2 separate regions of the Callithrix jacchus genome follow, and region 2 is linked to region 1. The links are chromatin contacts, called in public Hi-C maps. All regions are on one chromosome and are shown on one strand. The core of a region is the stretch at or near the end of the contact, and the rest is flanking DNA. Distances in the headings are between cores, read along the strand shown. Region 1 holds the start of VPS18 (VPS18 core subunit of CORVET and HOPS complexes). Region 2 holds the start of CCDC32 (coiled-coil domain containing 32).

The links. Hi-C and Micro-C count contacts between places; a contact is called where the count stands out from the background.
Region 2: a Hi-C map of skeletal muscle shows a contact between it and region 1, with 4 times the contacts expected there. The contact joins the promoter of CCDC32 here to the promoter of VPS18 in region 1. A contact is called at or near these places in 2 of 3 Hi-C or Micro-C datasets (both in skeletal muscle).

The regions. Positions count from the first base shown.
Region 1 is chr8:45,665,455-45,669,173 of calJac240_pri, reverse strand. It overlaps VPS18 (VPS18 core subunit of CORVET and HOPS complexes), which reads left to right and starts at 1,793. Exons shown (of 5, transcript XM_009005538.4): 1 at 1,793-2,199; 2 at 3,273-3,414. The coding sequence starts at 2,109.
Region 2 is chr8:46,016,976-46,020,694 of calJac240_pri, reverse strand. CCDC32 (coiled-coil domain containing 32) reads right to left here and starts at 2,061. Exons shown (of 4, transcript XM_009005550.6): 1 at 1,827-2,061; 2 at 1-44. The coding sequence starts at 32.

The sequences.
Region 1 (3,719 bases), core at 544-3,043:
AGCCTAAGGACTGAAGAATGAGTAGGTAGAGATGTACTGTGGTAATCAGCGCATGAGGGAGAATGTATTGAGTCTACCACAAACAGGGTCCACCCAGAGCCTATCCCATACGTTCCGGAGAGCAGTGGAGCCCAACAAAGGGGTGCTGGGGACCCTGAGGCGGTAGCTGGAAGTACTCTGTGTCCCTGAGGCAGCACTCCTATGGTGATATCCAGCTGCTGATGGGCTCCATGCAGCGGGGACAGCCCTCTGCACAGCCCAGACCTGAGGGCAGATGGAAAGGTGACTTGGGCATGTAGCCTTATACATGGAGCAGGGCAGCTCCCTGTCTGGCATCACTTTTCCTAGGGGAAGCCTCCTGCTCCTTCACGTCCTTCCTGGGACCTGGCAGCCTCAGGTGGGAAGGCTGCATCACGGCTGCAGTCTTGGTCAGGAGAAGCAGGACCTCGGTGTGGAGGGAAGTGAGCCTGGACAGCACACTTGTCACCTGCCCCAGGGCTAGTGCCCCTCCCAGGTCAGAGAACCCAGAGAGCCCTCAGTGGGGCCGGTGAAAGTCACAGTTCTCCGCTCCTGGTCAGGAAGTTGAGCAAGAGTAACTCAACCACCTAAGGTATGGTGCAAACCTGGACACTTCTGAGAGTGAAGGGATGCTCTTAGTTGTTAGGCGGGGGCCACCCGCTAAACCCAGGACGGCGGTGACCCTAGTCGAGAGCCATCCACTTATCATGGGGCCCAGAAGGGAACAGACTCCACCTGGGTCGCCTAGGCAGGTGGGAGAGGAAAACCCAACCACAGTCGCGCCCCAGCCCTCGCTGGTTCCTGGCTGAGAACTCGCCTCTCCGCCTCAGGTTGGGCGGCCCCCATCTTCTCTCCCGCCCCCCACTTGTCCCTCCTTCTTGCTAGGCTTGGCAGGTAATTGTTCCCCGCTCCTCCATGCTCTCACGGAGCCGTGGCCACGTCGCTGGCTACGCTCCATCAGGCCAGAGAGGTTTTCGGTCTTGTTCTCTGTCACGTCCCCAGAGCCTGGCAGAGTGCCTGGCACAGAATGGATGCTCATTCGCGGAGCGAGCGCTTGAAGGATAATCCATCACTTGCTTTTCTAGTATGAATGGTCTACTTACGGGTCCAGCGTCCCTGCTGGCTCACGACCTTTACAAGGGCGGGGAAGGGCTATCCTCATCTCTGTGACCCCAGTGCTCCGCCCAAGGCCTGGCACCGAGTAAGTGTTCAACCACATTTTGGTGAATGAGTGGATGGAAGCGACCCAGCAACCCTGAGCCAAGGAGCCACTGTGGGGACGGTCACGGCGGTTCCTGGCACAGGGCTTCCTGCTGGCCTGGCCACCAGCTCTGCGGACTTCTGGAAGCTGGGGGGGTGGGGGCTCTGGGTGAGGGGAAGAGAGGCCAAGACTTCTCTGCGTGTCCTTGTGACGGTGGGACCCAGACAGCGATGGGATTGAGGAGCGGGCGGTTCCCCGAGGCTGTTCAGAGAGGCGGGAGCGGGCGGTGGTCAGGGAGACTGGACAGACCTCTGAGGGAGCGGAGCCTGGGCGCGAAAGCCAGGGCTGGGAGGCGCGGGGCGGGTGGGGCAGGCGGGCTGAGAAAGCCGGGATTGCCCCCTGGTGTCGAAGCCCGGAACTGCAGCAGTGTGTTGGGGGCGGGGCTTGTGTTCAGCAGCACCCGCCCGGCGCCCGCCCGCAGCTCTCCTCTCACCTCCTGCTGGCGGGCTCGGCTACGCAGTGCGCCCGCGTGCGTGGGGCTCTGAGAACCCGGAAGTTACGTTTTAGGCCCGCGTCACGGGGGCGGGAGTCAGCTGAGCTGCTGGGGCGAGGTTACGAACCCCTGGGACCGGCTGAAGGGAGCCTGTGATCTCTTGGGCGGGGGAGATCAAGGCTACGCTAGATTCAAGGGCGAGGGCTGCCCGGTTATCTCGCTGCATGAGGCAAGAGCAAGAGGATCCTCAGGATTTTAAAGAGGAGGCGGTTGCAGGTTCCCAGGTTCCGTCAGAGGCTGGGGAGTCACAACTTCCATTCTGGGGCGACGGGGACCCCAGGAGGGGAGCCCTGTTGTAGTCCTCAGGCCCCGGAAAGGGCCCAGAGGCCGGGCACTATGGCGTCCATCCTGGATGAGTACGAGAACTCGCTGTCCCGATCGACCGTCTTGCAGCCAGGCTGCCCTAGCGTGGGCATCCCCCACTCGGGTAAGGAAGAGGAGTCTGCCCCTCCTCCTTTCGGCTCTCCTAGCATTTGCCTGGGAGCAGCTGGGAGGGCAGCTCAAGAGCTCAGGGTCATCCCCTGGGCCATGCCTTCCGGATCTAGGCCCCTGATTCTCCTCAGGCTCTCCTGGCCCCCAGCTGGTGGATAGTCCAAGTTTAAAAGAGCAAAGGGACCAGCCGCATGATCTAGGCCCTACCGCTAGGGTCCTTTTAAGAGGGAACTGAGGCCCAGATAAGGAAGTACTCACTTACAGCGCACAGTTGGGCTGTTGAGAGAACTGAGAATGGGCTCCCGGCTTCTGGTGCTTTTCCCACCAGGCCCCTTCTGGAGGTGGGAGGAAAGGAATGGGCAAAGAAACTGGTGAAGGGGGAATGTTGCCGACGAGGAAGGGAGCGTCCCAGAGGGAATTTTGTCGCTGAACAGGGAAAAATGGAGATGAAGTCTTTTTGGCCTTGACTATAGCTGGGTGCAGCCTGGAGTTTCAGGGACATTTTTATAGAAAGCAGTGAGTCTCCAGGAGAATGAAGGCATAGGAAGCGCTGGGGGACTGTTCCAGTGAGTGGTATTGACGAATTGCAGCTGCTTTCACTCTAGTCTTTACCCTCATTCAATGCTCAAAATATCCCAGCACTTGCCAACTCTGCACTGAGGCTCCTTACCGCATGGGCAGGGATGGGGGCAGAGAATGGAGCTACACTACTTCAGTTAAGCTGGGATTGCTGGGCCAAAGACTGATAAGGGAAAATGCCCAGACCGCCAGTTGCATCCCACCCCCACTAAGCCCCATTACCAGTGAGAGCAGGTACATCATTGCTGTGACAGCATCTCAAGGGTTCAAAGAATCAACTCCTCACTGCTGTCAGCGTGTGGAAAGAGCCCCAGTCCTCTAGTGTAAAGGTGACCAGCAAACTACTAGATATCAAACTATTTGTTAACCAAGGTTCTGGGGTAGGAATGTCAGGAACGTGGCGAGGAGCACTGTTTTGTTTTTTCTGCCTCTCCGTGCACTTCATCTGTCTCTTCTGTAGCTAATCGTCTCATCATTCCTCACCTGTAGGGTATGTGAATGCCCAGCTGGAGAAGGAAGTGCCCATCTTCACAAAGCAGCGCATTGACTTCACCCCTACGGAGCGTATCACCAGTCTTATCATCTCCAGCAATCAGCTCTGCATGAGCCTGGGCAAGGATACCCTGCTCCGGTAATCAAGGGCTCACAGAGCTTAGGAGTAGGGACTGGATGTTATTTGGAGACTCTTAACTCACTGGGCCTTTCTTCTATTCTGGGCAAGTAAAACAGTGAATTTGGAGTTTTCAGGAAATATCCTCTCCATTTCCAAAGAAAACCAAACAGTGAAGTGGTTAAGAATCTGGCCTGGCAGAGCATGGTGGCTCACACCTGTAATCTCAGCACTTTGGGAGGCCAAGACAAGAGGATCACATGAGATCAGGAGTTTGAGACCACCCTGGGCAACATCGTAAAGACTCCCATCTCTACCAAAACATT
Region 2 (3,719 bases), core at 812-3,311, 350 kb before region 1:
GCTGTAGAGTCAGCACTTTCAAACATTTTCATTTGGAATCTAAGCTATAAAACAGAAACTCAAGTGAGTAAGAACTGGCTTTAAGAATACAGCATAGGCCGGGCGCGGTGGCTCATGCCCCTAATCACAGCACTTTGGGAGGCCAAGGTGGGCAGATCACGAGGTCAAGAGATCGAGACCATCCTGGCCAACATGGTAAAACCCCATCTCTACTAAAAATACAAAAATGAGCCGGGCCTGGTGGCACGCACCTGTGGTCCCAGCTTCTCAGGATGCTGAGGCAGAAGAAACGCTTGAACCCAGGAGGCGGAAGTTGCAGTGAGCCGAGATTGCACCACTGCACTCCAGCCTGGCGACAGAGCAAGGCACTGTCTCGGAAAAAAAAAAAAAAAGGCTGGGCGCCGTGGCTCACGCATGTAATCCCAGCACTCTGGGAGGCCGAGGCGGGTGGATCACGAGGTCAAGAGATTGAGATCATCTCTACTAAAAAAAATTAGCTGGGCATGGTGGTGCGCACCTGTAGTCCCAGCTACTCGGGAGCCTGAGGCAGGAGAATCGCTTGAACCCAGGAGGCGGAGGTTGCAGTGAGCCGAGATCGTGCCATTGCACTCCAGTCTGGGTAACAAGAGCAAAACTCCATCTCAAAAAATAAATAAATAAAATTATAATAATAATACAGCATAAAACAGGGAGAGATGAGTGTAAAAAATAAAAAATAATACAGCATAAGGTTGGGCATGGTATAATCTCAGCCCATAATCCCAGCACAGCACTTTGGGAAGCCAAGGTGGGCAGATCACCAGAGGCCAGTTGTTCGAGACCACCCTGGGAAACATTGCAAAATCCCTAAGTAGTCAAATTCATAGATACACAAAGGACAGTGGAAGCTGGGAGGCAGAAAGAATGGAGAGTTATTGTTGAAGGGGTACAGGATTTCAGTTTGGGAAAATGAAGAAGTTCTAGAGATGGATGGTGGTTATGGTTGTACAACAATGTGAACATCACTGCATCATACACACAAAAATAGTTTAAATGGTCAATTTTATGCTACATATATTTTACCACACACACACACACACACACCCCTAGGGCATTACCAGTGTGGACAACCAGCCTGCACTTTTCTCTAAAAATCTCCAAAATGCAACAGTTCTATCCCCAGTCAATTAAATTCTGTTTTCAACAGAACACAAATTAAAGGTCTTTCACAGTTCCACATACGTGAATATCCTGCTTGGTAAAAAGTGTCACAGAGCACTGTCACAATGCAAGGGCTATGTGCTCAGCGCATGCAGTTCAGCCATATGCCTCATGTTCTTATTTTAATACAAACACTGAAAGATATTTTCATCATGTTACAGATGAAAAAATAAGGCTCAGAAGGGCGACTGCCCCAGGGCATATTACTGATATGTGGGGAATCCTTGACTGGAACCAGATCTGTGCTGCTCCAGAATCCATGTTTTTTTTTTAATTATATCAGCAACTGCATCTGCATAGCATCCATGTTTTTATCAAATACCATCCTGCCTGTTTGGAAAACATAAAGAAAGCAGCCCAAGCAAGGGCAGGTAGGAAAAGCTACGCAAAGAGCCTGGAGGCTTTTGAGGGGACTTAGAGATCTGGAAGGCTGCCTGAGGCAAGGTCTGAATAAGGCCAAGGGACGGAGCCCAGCCAGCGTAAAGGCCCGGAAGTAAAAGGGCCAGATATGCCACAGCGGTCCTGGGTGAATTGATGTCTAGGGCGCCAGTGAACACCCACCCAAAATCGTCTCAAGCCACCCAAAACCAAGACTGCTCACACCAGAGCCCCGCATGCCCCCATACCCCAGCGCAGGGCGTCCAGAACCGCGCAGGAAATTCCGGCGTTCAGACCCCAGGCCTCAGTCGCTCAGATCTCTAGGACTGTCTGGATGGGATGAATCGGGTCCCAAGGCTTCTATGTGGTATTTCGGGGCCGGGCCAGAGTAGGAGATCCAAAACGCTAGGCACCTCAAGCCCAACTCACTCACCACAACAGCTGCCCAGCGAACGCTCGGCTCAGCTCAGTCGCCAGCAGTTCAGAGGAAATTGGGAGGGGCGGAGTCTCCGAGTGACGGAGCCTAGGAGTCCTCCAACTACCTTCCTACCCGACGATGTTCTGTGCGTCGATTGGTCAAGAGGAGCTCGGCGGGTGAAGAAGTGCAGAGCCGCGAGCGGTGGGCGGGGCTCTGGTTGCCCGGAAACGGATTGCCCCTCCCGAGGACCGAGTTGATTCCTTGTAGATCCAAGGTTCCAGCCCCCGCTTGAATAGGGAAGACCAATTTCCAAGATTTTTGACTTCCTGGTCTCCGGAGCCAGTTCACCTCCTTCACAATTATCTCTGCCTGTGTTTGTCTTCCAAAAATTTCACCCCTTCGTTACCCAAGTTAGAGCACTTACGTGGCTTCTTTCCTTACTCTGAGGAGACCCCTGTCTCATCAAATTACGAAGCTTTTCTTCATTCATTTAGTCAATTGACAGCAAACTCCTGCTGTGTTCTAAGCATCGTGTCCATGACGGTTCTAAGCATATGTGTCCATAAGCAAGACACATATGATGTGGTATACGTCCCGGATATCCTTACAGCTTAGTTGTTTAGAACGGGGGTCCGCCATGGAGGCATAAAAGTTTACAAATAACAGTAAAGAGTTACAGACGGCTGGGCGCAATGACTCACGCCTGTAACCCTAGTACTCTGGGAGGGCGAAGCAGGTGGATTACCTGAGATCAAGAGTTCGAGACCAGCCCGGCCAACATGGTGAAACCCCATCTCTACTAAAAATACAAAAATTAGCTGGGCGTGCTGGTGCATGACTATAATCCCTGCTACTCAAGAGACTGACGCAGGAGAATCTCTTGAACACAGGAGGCGGAGTTGCACCACCGCCCCCGGCCTGTAATCTTAACACTTTGGGAAGCCAAGGTGGGTGAATTATGTGAGCCCATTTCGAGACCATCCTAGGCAATGTGGCAAAATCTCGTCTCTACTAAAAATACAAAAATTTAGCCAGTGTGGTGTTTCATGTCTGTAATCTCAGCTACTAGGGAGGCTGTGGTGGGAGGATCACCTGATTTGAGAAGTTGAGGCTGCAGTGAGCCAAGATCATGCCACTGCACTCCAGCCTGGATGATGGGAGTGAGATCTTGTCTCAAATTTTTTTTAACGTTAATTAATTTAAATTTCATTAGCCACATGTAGCTATTGTACAGCACATAGCTAATGGGGACCCTATTGTGTTTTGTTTGTTTTGTTTTGAGATGAAGTCTTGCTCTGTCACACAGGCTGGAGTACAGTGGTGCAATCTCGGCTCACTGGGACTCCGCCCCCCGGGTTCGAGCGTTTCTCCTGCCTCAGCCTCTTGAGTAGCTGGGACTACAGGTGCATGCCACCATGTGTAGGGCTGAGGGCCTCACAGTGTCGTGGGGTGTCCCTTATGCTGTCCTGAGGCACAGGATCCGAGAAATAAAGAGACAGGACACAGAAGTACAAGGAGAACGCAGATGGGCTCAGGGGGGCCATGTCACCTATAATCGAAGTTAAGCGAGGCCCCAAATGTCCAGAAGCGTCAGTATTTATTGTGTTTAGGTTAGGGAGCAGGGCAGTGAGTGAAGCTATCTTTAAGGATAGTGATAGGGTCATGAGCAATAAAACAAGGGGTCCATTCCTATTAGGTCACCTAGGCTAGGAGGTGGACAGTG